Regions from separate parts of the Gossypium hirsutum genome. Here region 2 is linked to region 1. Evidence: chromatin contacts called from public Hi-C data. All regions are on one chromosome and are shown on one strand. Each heading gives the region's core, a stretch centred on a gene start, on an enhancer-like site or on the middle of the called end of the contact. The rest is flanking DNA. Distances are from core to core; before and after follow the strand shown.

The links. A called contact is a pair of places that touch in the nucleus more often than the background predicts.
Region 2: a contact with region 1 is called in a Hi-C map of leaf, with 3 times the contacts expected there. The contact joins the enhancer-like site here to the promoter of LOC107948894 in region 1. A contact is called at or near these places in 3 of 34 Hi-C or Micro-C datasets (all in leaf).

The regions. Positions count from the first base shown.
Region 1 is chrA04:71,530,745-71,536,549 of Gossypium_hirsutum_v2.1, forward strand. LOC107948894 (cation/H(+) antiporter 20) reads right to left here and starts at 3,713. Exons shown (of 4, transcript XM_016883553.2): 1 at 3,349-3,713; 2 at 2,244-3,266; 3 at 204-1,130. The coding sequence starts at 3,528.
Region 2 is chrA04:72,085,267-72,091,071 of Gossypium_hirsutum_v2.1, forward strand. It overlaps LOC107887378, which reads right to left. Exons shown (of 3, transcript XM_016811588.2): 3 at 4,515-5,805. The coding sequence ends at 4,628. Among protein-coding and RNA genes, the nearest start is that of LOC107887378, 4.3 kb to the right of the region's middle. Within about 2 kb of position 2,630, at least 3 of the 9 cell types and tissues checked have an H3K27ac peak or open chromatin away from gene starts, as enhancers often do. A contact at or near this core is called in leaf, where this site is marked.

The sequences.
Region 1 (5,805 bases), core at 2,463-4,962:
AACATTTTTTATGCTTAAATAGACGGAATATATATTATTGATAAGGAGTGTGTTACCAGTAGAGCTAGCACTCGAGACGTTTCTACTCTATAAATTTGTTTGGAGACAGTACTCTAGTATGTCTTGATTTTTGAATCTCTAGGACCCTCGGGAGAGCCGACGTAGGTCAAAACAATATAATAAAAATAGTTAAAAGGACTTGCCTTCTCTTTTTCAGGGTTCAATTTGGCAATGCAGAAGCTATAATTCTTTTCATTCGACTTGCTTGCTGAAGGTCTCAACAATACACCATTTCTTTCCGATCCTTCGTTTTCGACGAACCTTACAACGGTCACTTTCACTGCTGGGTGCTCAGCCATTCTACCACCTAACTCCAAAGCCTCACGATCATCAGCTCCACCAAAAAATAATATGCAAACACTTTGAGCTGTAGTAGTGGCAGTGGGCCCAGGGGTCTGGGCTCCGTTCCCGAACCCACGGTCCACGAGCACTGCCACTGAACATGGTGCGTTCTTTAGCACCCTTTGGTTAACCAGTCTCCACCCGTGGCCCACATTTTCTACCGTCTGCTCATAACCTTCTCCCCTCCATTGTTGTTTGTGGAAAGGCAAAACGATCATCGTCACCTTTTTGGTCTCGGCCACATGGCAAATATCCTCGTGAATGGTAGACAATGCAGAGATGGCTGTTGTGGGTCTGACCGAGACTCGACCCAGTTGACTGTAGGCTTGGAAAGCTCCAGTAACTCGGTCGTGCCACACACCCCTTCGAAGTCTGTTAATGAAAGGAAGTCCATTCCTCCGAGCACGATGGACCATGATGATTGAAGAAGAACGTTCGGTGAGTTCCACAAGGTGCATAATAAAAAGTTTGAGTTGGGATTTTTTGGTACTTCGTGTTGACTCAATGAGGGTGATTATGGAGGGTACGTTGCCAAGGCCATGGAGGCAAGCCAAGATCCTAAGCTCCTGTTTTGACTCATCGGTGTTGGTCAAGTCACGTAATTTCCGGTGAGTAAGGGCGGACGAACCACGAGCCGGTTTGTAAATAGCCATAACGGTTGGGGTTGTGATAAAGGTGGTGACGAGCGCCATTAGAATAAGTATAGCAAAAACCTCATCATTAAGTACCTGCAAAGTCCAACACCATTAATCGTAGACATTAAAGAAAATGTTGTATAAAATGGGTCCCATTTTGTCCTAAAGCCTCCTTGGTCGTGGGAATGGAAAATTTTATTTTAACCTATTTTTTTTATTAATATTATGATATCAACTAGTTGAATTAAACTTCACGTTATGTCCAATATATCTTAAATTAAGCTAATTATTGATAAATCAAACACTAACGAAGTCTATATATAACTTATCTCTGACGTGTAGGAGAATTATTTACCATCAATTTTGAAATTTCAGCGCTGTAGAGTGTTAGTCTAAAATGGCAATGGCCGACACAAGGTTGTCAAGAAGGGAGGCAAAGGGTAACTCAAAAATCTCAACTTTGTAATACAAGTCCCACTTACGTGTGCTTATAAATTATGTAAAAGAAAAACATGACATCATGACATGTACTGAGAAGAAATTAAAAACAAAATACATAGTGTGTCTGGTTCCGAATTTAGAGGATCGGCAAAGCTTTAGATTTAGGTTCTTGAATGTGATGAAAATATATCATAATCAGGGCAAAAAAAGAAAAACTGTCAAAATAAAATTTTAAAAGTTAATTTATTTTATTTTTTTTAAAAAACATAACTTTTTATTGAAAAAAAATATTAGTTCTACGATTAAAATTGATTATTTCTTTAAAATTTTTTATTATCGATCTTAATAATATTATCTTTAATATTTGAAAATTGTTAATTAAAAAGAATAAATTTTAATTATAAATAAATTAAATTAATTTATTTGTAATTTATTGATCAATTTTAGTAGAATCAAAATATTTTCTATGTCCATTTTGCACTCCATAAAGATTAAACCTTTCAGAGTTTATTATTGTTTATCTTAATAATATCATTTCTAATGTTCATATCTAAGTCCTCTCTATAATAATTGCAATTGTTGGTATTTATATAAGATATTATATAACTACTTATATAATTTATATATGGATTCTCCTAAAATTTATTCTGATTAGTAAATTTAAATTTATTATTTACTTTTTTTAAAAAATAAATATGATTATTACTTAAAAATGAAAAAAAAAGTAATAAAAATATTATTAAATAAAGAATAATGCGCACTCACCTGCTTCTCCTTGCCGATGTTGAGGACGATGAGTTCAACCAAGCCTTTTGTATTCATCAAAACGCCAAGCGCCAACGACTCTCTCACCGCCATTCTAAACATCAGAGCCACCGCAAATGTCCCTATAATTTTGCCCGCGCAAGCCGTCGATATTACCAGCATCAGTAGTCCCCAAGCCCTCCCACCGCTTATTTTAGCCACGTCGGTTTTCAACCCGCTGGAAGCGAAGTACAGCGGAAGGAGCAGACCCGACACGAAATCTTCAATCCTCTCTATCAATCTCTCTGCAAATTCTCCTTCTTTAGGAATCGTTAGTCCGAAAATAAAGGCACCAAAGATGGAATGGATCCCGATCAGGTCGGTCATGAATCCGGATACCATTACACCAGCTAATGTTAAACAAATATATGCCTCATCGACGACATCTCTTTCGGGTGAGCATCGGCGAGCGACCCATTTCATGGCGGGTCGGATTACGACCATCATAAAAACGACAAAAGCAACACCCGAGAGGAGGACCCATACTGATATTAAGGGGCTTTTCTGTTCACCAGGGCCATCGCCAGCAAGAGCAACGGCTAAAGCTAATAAAATCCATGCAGCGACATCGTTGAATGCGGCGGCTGCCATGGCGATTTCTCCCAATTGCGTTGTTAACAATTTGAGCTCAGCTAATATTCGGGCGAGAACGGGGAAAGCAGTGATGGAGAGCGCGACTCCCATGAAAACAAGAAACTGGCCGAAGCCGACTTTGTCAGCTCCTTCAACGGTTTTTCTAATAACAAAGGCAACGCCTATGCCGCAGATGAATGGAAGGGATATCCCGGAAAGTGCTATGCCGAAGGCTCTCTTGCCTGTTCGACGAATAGAGCTTAAATCCAGCTCGAGACCTACAAGGAAAAGGAAGAAAAGAAGACCAATGCTTGCCACGGTTTCCAGTATGGGCATACTCCATGATGGAAATATCCGATGCAAGTAGTCTTTGTTTCGACCAAAAGCTGAGGGCCCAAGCAGAATTCCCCCCTGAAAACGTAGAATCAATATTCATCATCATAATCATCAAGTTTAATACTAATATAAAGATACATAGAATCCAGATACGTACAACAATTTCAGCAATGACGTTGGGTTGGCGGAGGGGTTTGAGAAGAAAAGCAAGGAAACGGCTAAGGACAAGAATCAAAGTGGTTTGAACTATTAACAATGGGAAGGCAAAATCGAGAGGATTATCACCTTGCCAAGCTCCATTTGATGAAGTCTTAATGGAGGTCACGTTAACACCCATTTTGGGGGGGGGATACTTTGGGTCAATTTAATTTGTTGATCACATGCAGTAATGGTGTGGATGGAGGGAATGAAAGATGAAGAGAGGAAAGCGAGGATTTATAGCAGGGAGCTGAGCATACTGGGTTATACTGTTTAAGCTTGTAAATGTCACGGAGTATGGATGCACATAGCGTAAATTGACTTTCTTTGCATTCATTGTCTTCCGAGGTTAGACTGAAAACGGAAATTCAATCAAATAATAATACTTTTTTATAAAATTATATTGTTTTGAGTACATATCAAATATAAATTCTTATTTAATATATATATTCCTTCTAAACACTTTGTTTTCTTTTTAATTTGCGATTAAAAAGTTTGAAATATTAAAGAAGTTTAATGTTACATATTTCTTAAAATTTGTGAAAATTAATACAGGACTTGGGAATAATTGATCGCCCACCATAGCTTTAAAATGTTGTGATGATTTAATTAAGTGTTCTAAAACCGGTAAGTACTAAAATGTGAATCATTGCATAAAATGTTTACGACACCTTACTCCTTTCTAATCAACATTAAGCTGACGTAAGGCTTTGAAGGAAGATGATGTCACCCACACCACTCCTACCATATATAAATATTCAAACATTCCAAAAACCAATACTAAAACAGATGTTAAAAGAAATTCCTTTATTTCTTTTTATAACTTTATCTCATTCCATTTTATGGGTTTTTTATTGAAATAAATTAAAAAAATTATATACTAAAATAAGTTTTCAGTTCAATTATTTATCAAAATGTGTGGTTTTTTTCATTAGCGCTTATTTGACAAGCAGACTTTTTTTTATATTAAAATATTTTTTTGTTTTTTTAAATAAAATATTATTTTTTATTTTTATTAAAAATATTTAAATTTATATATATAAAAATATGATCAACTGATTAAAATACGGGTAAAAAATACCTGAAAATGGGTCGCGCCTGACAGGTAGGCGAGAATGGACTGTTCCCTGCGCACACAAACCCCCCGGCGTGCCACCTGCTGCTGCTGTATGCCTCCCTGCTCATGGCCCCCCTGCTGTTTGTTGCTGAATGCATGGCCCCCTACTGACTGCTGCTTTCAGCTGGCTGCTGCTTGTAGCTGGCTACTGTATATTTGTTGTCCCTTCAAAGGGAAAAAGAAGATTGCAAATGGGGGACCTTATAAGCATGGTCCCTCAAACCAAACACCACCCACTAGAAGAGAGAAAGAAAAGAGAGAAAGGAGAAGAAAAAAAGAAGAAGAAGAAGAAGAAAGAAAGAAAAAATAAAAGAAGGTAATGTATTATTTTAGTAAATTATTTTATATTTGAGATAATCGAAGGTCAGAATCGAAACCCTCTAATGGACATTGATGGCTTGTTTTGATTATTTAAGCTTCACTATGGTATAAAAATAATATTTAAAAAAAACAAAACAATAAAAATGGTTTGATAAGGTTATTTCCCATCCCTTTCTAATTTTTTTTAGGACATGATTACATAAAATGAGTACATGTGAAAATTAACCTTGAAAAATAATTATGTTCTTAACAAAATCGAACAAAAATCTACATTTTAATAGAAAATAAAAAAAATAAAAAGCTATCTTTTTAGAAAATTTAAGGAATAAAAAAACTTTAGAAACATAATATTCTTTAAAAATTTAAAAAAACATAAGTTGAGTCCTTATTTTTCTTTATTTTGTTTTTGGTTTTTGCCTTGATTTTGATTTTGTCTAGAAAAATATAATTTTCTTCAAGATTAGTATTTAATTTATATAAACTATTTTTGTATATGATTATTTGTCTAATTATATATCCAATAAAAAGTTAGACATATATGCGAAAAGAAAGAATTTTACCGGATTTAAATTCGAATTTTAACAAATTAGATATACTGAAAATGATTATTTTGTGAATTTAAATATAAAAAATAATATTTAATTCAAAATTGAATTTAAATAACAATACTTGAATAATTTACAGATATTAAATAGATGTATATTTTTAAACAGATTCAAATAATTCAAAAAATATAAATACCTAACCTCCTATCTTTCTTGAAATAAGGAAAAGACAATTGAATTAGCCGCGAATTTGATTAAACACTGATTAGTGTAGCATTAAACTGAAACACATGTCACAAATATATTATCAGGGGCATAAATAGGGGTTTAAAGAGTTTATTAAGATGTTGTAAATTTTATTATTAATTATTATTTATAAATTATTTATGTTTAGTGTTTATGGTTTTAAGTTAATATTTTGTATGAATGTAGT
Region 2 (5,805 bases), core at 1,380-3,879, 550 kb after region 1:
ATTGGATGTGTGTTTCAAGTGCAGGTTATGAGTGTGATTTTGGGTGAAAAATGAAGCTAGAAAAGCTTTATTTTGTCCACACAGGCAGACACACGGGCGTGTGTCAAGACCGTGTGTGACACACGGCCGAGTATATGGGCGTGTAGTTAGGCCGTGTGTCCCCTGCACCCTAAATTTTGAGAAAAAATGCTCAGAATTGAGCACACAGGCAAAGGCACGGGCGTGTGTCTTAGCCATGTGTGCTACACAGCCTAAACACGAGCGTGAGTCTTGGCCGTGTGAAACCTGCACCAAATTTTGAATTGAATTATTTAACCACACGGCCTAGCACACGGGCGTGTGGCATGGCCGTATGCACAAGTCAGAGAGTTACACGGGGTCGAACACGGCCTATAGCATAGGCGTGTCCCAGGACCACACGGGCGTGTGAGCCCTGTAACTTGGAAAAATTTTAAAATGTCGCGAAAAATTCTTAGAATTCTCGATTTAGTCCCAATTCAATTCTAATACTCGTATTGAGCCTCGACGGTCCAATTAAAGGATGTTTTGAATGATTTTTGTTAATGAATAGTAATTTACAAAAATTATTTGTAAAATGTTTTGAAAGTTCCAGTAATGCTCCGAAACCTTGTTCCGACGATTGATATGGGTTAGGGGTGTTACACACTAGGTCGATTGTCAATGCCAAAACCTCTTGCCTAGTCCAATGGGAAACTATTGGGGAAATTCTAATTAGAGTGAGTCATCTTGATTTTTTTTATTTTTTTAAGATCAAAAGTTTGTCCATGCTTATTGCACCAAATTATTGAGTATTTTTATGTGTGTGTCCTTTTCAAAAGGGTTAAATTCTCTATTTATACGATACGATTACTATTCATGAATGTGATGTTGTAGGTAAGTTCCCATGCATGCCAACACGTACCCTACTCTAGGATTAACACATATTTTCTATGTATTGGTTTGTCTGAATGGTAATGCGAACCCACATCGTACGAGGTCATTAAAGGACATGAACACCTCATGTGTGAACTCAAGGTGCAAACAATGTAGGCGACAGGCCAGAATTCGATCGGGTAACCGAGTAGTGGATCAGTAATGATGAGTACCATAACACTAATATTTAACTTTCACCATCTTAATGTGAAAAAGAAAATAAAGTTGGAATCTAACCATTTGCAATTTTTTTAAAATTCCTCAAATGGAGACTTTATTTGCAAAATCATTTTTATTCAATCATAAACTTACTTTGTTCATATAAGAACCAATGTAATGTGATTTCCCAGACCTGGATAGTTTGGAAAATAGCTTGAATGGAAGGAACATCTTGAATAGGTTCAATTGGTAGAAACCTTGACTCATAGCATTTGAATACTTTAAGGAACCGTAACTATATTAAAACTGCGGCCCACTTAAACATGACAGAATAATCGAACCTTGGTTAGCGAAGTCGCCACACTCCATGATGGGAAATAAAGTGATAAGACAATTGGGTGAATGCCACAAACTCGTAAAAGTTTGATAAGTTCAGTTTAGTTTAATGAAGAACTGAGAGAGGATAATCTCACCAAAAAAGTTTATATTCAAAATAATTGTCTAATCTTATATAAGTAACTTAGGCCAAAATATATGAATTTTCAAATCCTATAAAGGGTCTTTCAAATTCAGCATTTAACTAGCTATTAAAACAAACACTTAAGGTTATAACTCATGGTAGATAGCCCAAAAGTCATGTCTATTCACTTGATTCATGTGTAACTAAAAAGACATGTCTCTTCACTTGATGAAAGCTTAACTGTTCCTTAATTATGTTGTTTTGTAGTCCTTTCATCTCGCTTAGAACCGAATGTTTGAATGCTTGGGCTGGCAACTCTTTAATTGGCACCATAATGAGCTTTGAGTGCATAAAACTGACGAAATTTGAAAAGCCATTCTTGGTCCAATGAACAGCCACAATGCATCAACATTGAATGCTGGTTCTTGAATGACTTTTGTTCATTTATTCACCTTCTACACCCAACAAAACGTCCTCTTCATATACCATCAATTAAGTGACCGAATACACACTTTATCATGCCAAAATCGAACAGCCTTTGCGTGTGAACGCCTCTAGACCTTCTTAGTACCATAAATCGTCCTTAAGACACATCAAACATGCTTTTATATATTAAACATTTGCAATTTTTCATATTCTTATTCAGCTAAAACATTTAATTAAAACACACATGTCTATGATAGAATTCAGCATATTATAAATACACATTTATTTATAAATATGTAACTCAAACCCATGCTTAAACATAATTAGCATATAAGACACATAATTATAATGCATGACATAATTAAATGCAAATTGAAGTTAAACTTAATTAATGACACACTCCACACATATGACACAAACTCACATAAATATAATGCATGACTTAATTAAATATAATTTTTTTAAATTGAAATAAAACTTCACTAAATGCAAGACATAAATTAAAATGCAAACTAATTAAACTGAAAACTTAATTAAAAGTCCTTTAAATTGTCTTATAATTATTCAAAACCCATTGGAGGTGTCATCCAACCCTTGGATCAGCATTTGATTTGGACTTGGCCCAATCAGGACAAGATTAATTTGGACTTGCTTCCAACGTCCACTCAGAGGCCCATAGCCTGGTACATCACAACGTCAAAGCGAGGCTCGACTTTCCTTCACATATCTTACTCTTAATACAAAAGTTCCCCATATCCTCTAGCTTACAACTCTACTGTTGATAGATACATAAATATATGAATGCATGTGTGTATGTATTGTTAAAAGAGGCTTGAAATTTAGATGAATTGAAAAGCAAGCCTCCATGAGCGGCGAAGAAAAGAGCAAAGACGAAAGGTTCAACAGCCATGAGCTTGATGAGGATGTTGAATGATGGACTTGAAGTGTCTTTCAGTGGATCCCCTTCTGTGTCTCCTTTCACTTCTGCCTGGTGACATCTTGAACCTTCCGGTTCCAATGACTTTGCATGTTCGCTAACACCCGCTTTTTAGCACACAAACCATTAATGCAATAAAAACCCAATGCTTACATCATAGAACAATTTGTTGGCTTGCCTCAATGTATTTCTTGGCATTATTATCCCATGATCCTGTGTTTGAAGCTGAGATGGCAACCTATGGCAACACAAATTTTGATCATGGTGTTGTTTAGATGAACTTAGACTGGTAAAAGTAATGGATATGTTTTGTACCTGGACACTGGCGAGAGCTTCGACTCCAAAAAGGGTTCCTACTATAAGTGGAGTAAGCATAATAAGTGCACCGGGTGGGGATTATTTCGCAGAGTGAGGCATCGGTTGATACTTGAAGCAGTAGGTGTAGTCTGGTTTCGCCTTGCCTTCCATTAGTCCCGGAATTGTATTGAATTGCTGATGAACTTCTTTGACCATTTTGAGAGCTGCGCTTCCAATACTTTTCATTGTCATGCCGGAAAACCAGTATGGGAGCACGGCTCCGACTATGAGACCAATGAAAGCTTTAGGTGTCAATACATCTACGTCTTGATGCCTGTTCTGCCAACATAGGCACCGCCAATCCTATTACGGAACCTGAGAACATGGCATTGTTTTAGTGGAAGGGCCAATGTGATGAATTTGAACAAAAAGATCATGGTATTAACATATAAATCTTACCTTACCAATAGCTGCAGTGGTCTAAAGCATCATTTCTTTCGTGGATCTTGTTTTCTATAATTTATAAAAATCTTACACCCGCGGCTTTGATTATGCAAAGACAGCAATGAAGAGAACAAGGCAGAAATCATAGCACTATATACAAATGACATCAAAGTTAATGCACAACCCAATTCCACTGGGAGTCTAAAACAGAAGCATCAAGCAAGTACACTCACTCAGAACTTATACTAAAAAAATACAATAAATTTTCACTGAGATTTTTGTTCCTTTCATCATTTGCTTTTGGCTTTTAACAGAAGAGGCAAGAGGAAATTGGACATTGGAAGTTTGTTGGTAAGCAATGAAAGTGTCTATCCAAGAGGAAAGAAGTGGAACTGCCACCTCCACTCTATTGACTTTTAGCACCCGCAATACCTTGTAAAATTATCATCATTTTGAGATATTTCTTAATCAGTGTGTGTTCCAGAAGCACATAAGCTTAGTCACTGTCAAAAACTCTGTCCACTCCACTACCCCATTTTAATAATTCATCTCTGAATGCGTCCAAGAGGTTCTGATGGAAAATCCAACCAAAATCCCAAGAAATACAAGAGAATATGGCTGCAAATTAAGTCCAAACTTTAACCCTTACCTGTAACAATTACATCGAGAGAGAAGCATTGCTACTACTACTAACACAACCAAAAGGTGTTAGTTTCTATTTTCATATTAATTAATAACTATAATCAAAAGTAAGTTTGAATAACAATTGTGGCTACAAATCGAATGGTTTTACCAGAATGTTGGGACAAAAAAAAAATCGTAGCAATTAGTGAGAAAAAAATTGCGAAAGATAAAATGTGAGATGCAGATATTTGTTTCATAGATTACTCTGTATGATACAAAGTCAGTAAAAACAATGTAAGCACCAATCATAGCAACTACCCTTCTATAATGCTTCTGTAACTACTACTTCATGTCAACATGAGATCACTCCCAATAAGCTTAGGCCGGAGGCAGACAAGTACTTCGTGTTCTTCAGGTACCACTCGCAGTTTGGGCACCATAATCTCAAGGACAGATCCTGGTCCATCATGATACGCTTCTATGTTGGCGTCTTCAGGTATTCGAGTTGACAGTGGGATCTCTCTAACAAACTCCCCAGGAGAGCAATGCTCAGAAGCAGGATCTGTTAATTTGAAGGTCCTATCATGTCTCTTGATGAAAGGCATGCCAGATGTGCTAACACAAGATATCTTTATGATACCATGAGTGAGAGTATTCCTCCAAGAGACTTTGACCCTCTGAAGATCGACAAACGGCAAGGTGATAATGATCAGGTAACCTGCTTCATCTTCGTAGATAGTTTTCGCAGCGGTCACGGGCCCATGCACATTTTTCATTATCCCGCTGAAGTCTTTTAACCAGTGTGACTCACTGGGATGAATTTCCATATCCGGATTTCGGTCAGATGGAGGAATGGCAGGCAAATAGCAATCATCATTGTTTCTATGCCGAAAAAGTTCTTTCCTCCTTTTGTTGCTAACAAGTGTTAAGTCCATCCCATCTCCATTGCTATGGCTAGATGGTTGACTACACAAATTCAGCCCAGATCCATTAAGAAGTTTTTTTGAGTGAGAATTTGAAACACTCTTTATTGAAGGAGGAGGAACAGGCCTCTCTAGCTCAAAATCTGTGTTTGGAAGGTTCCTCCATGAACTAAAATCGCTCGCTTCAGGTGGAACTGTAAAGTTTAAATCCCTTCCAGTAAGCTCCATCCACCTTTTCCGGTCTTCCTCACTCAGAGCCATGAGATTTGGTGCTGGAACAACCTCAATCCCATGTAGACATTGGGGGTTTGACAATCCTCTGTATTGCTTCCGTTGCATCCTGTGTGAACGGACAAATCCTTTATCCACACTAAACGGAAATGGACGCTCTCCTTGGCGAGAATGGCCATTCATGTAGCTTCTGAGTTGCATCTTACCCAGAGCATTCTCGGGTCTCTCCTTGAAAACCCACATGTACATATTCTCCATATCGTGTTGAACCATAAAAATATCCAACTTCAGATCTGATTTGTCAAAACCAGAAACACCGTTGCTATCGCGAATAATCTTGCCCTTTGATTTGTCATTCAAAGCAGGCTTAA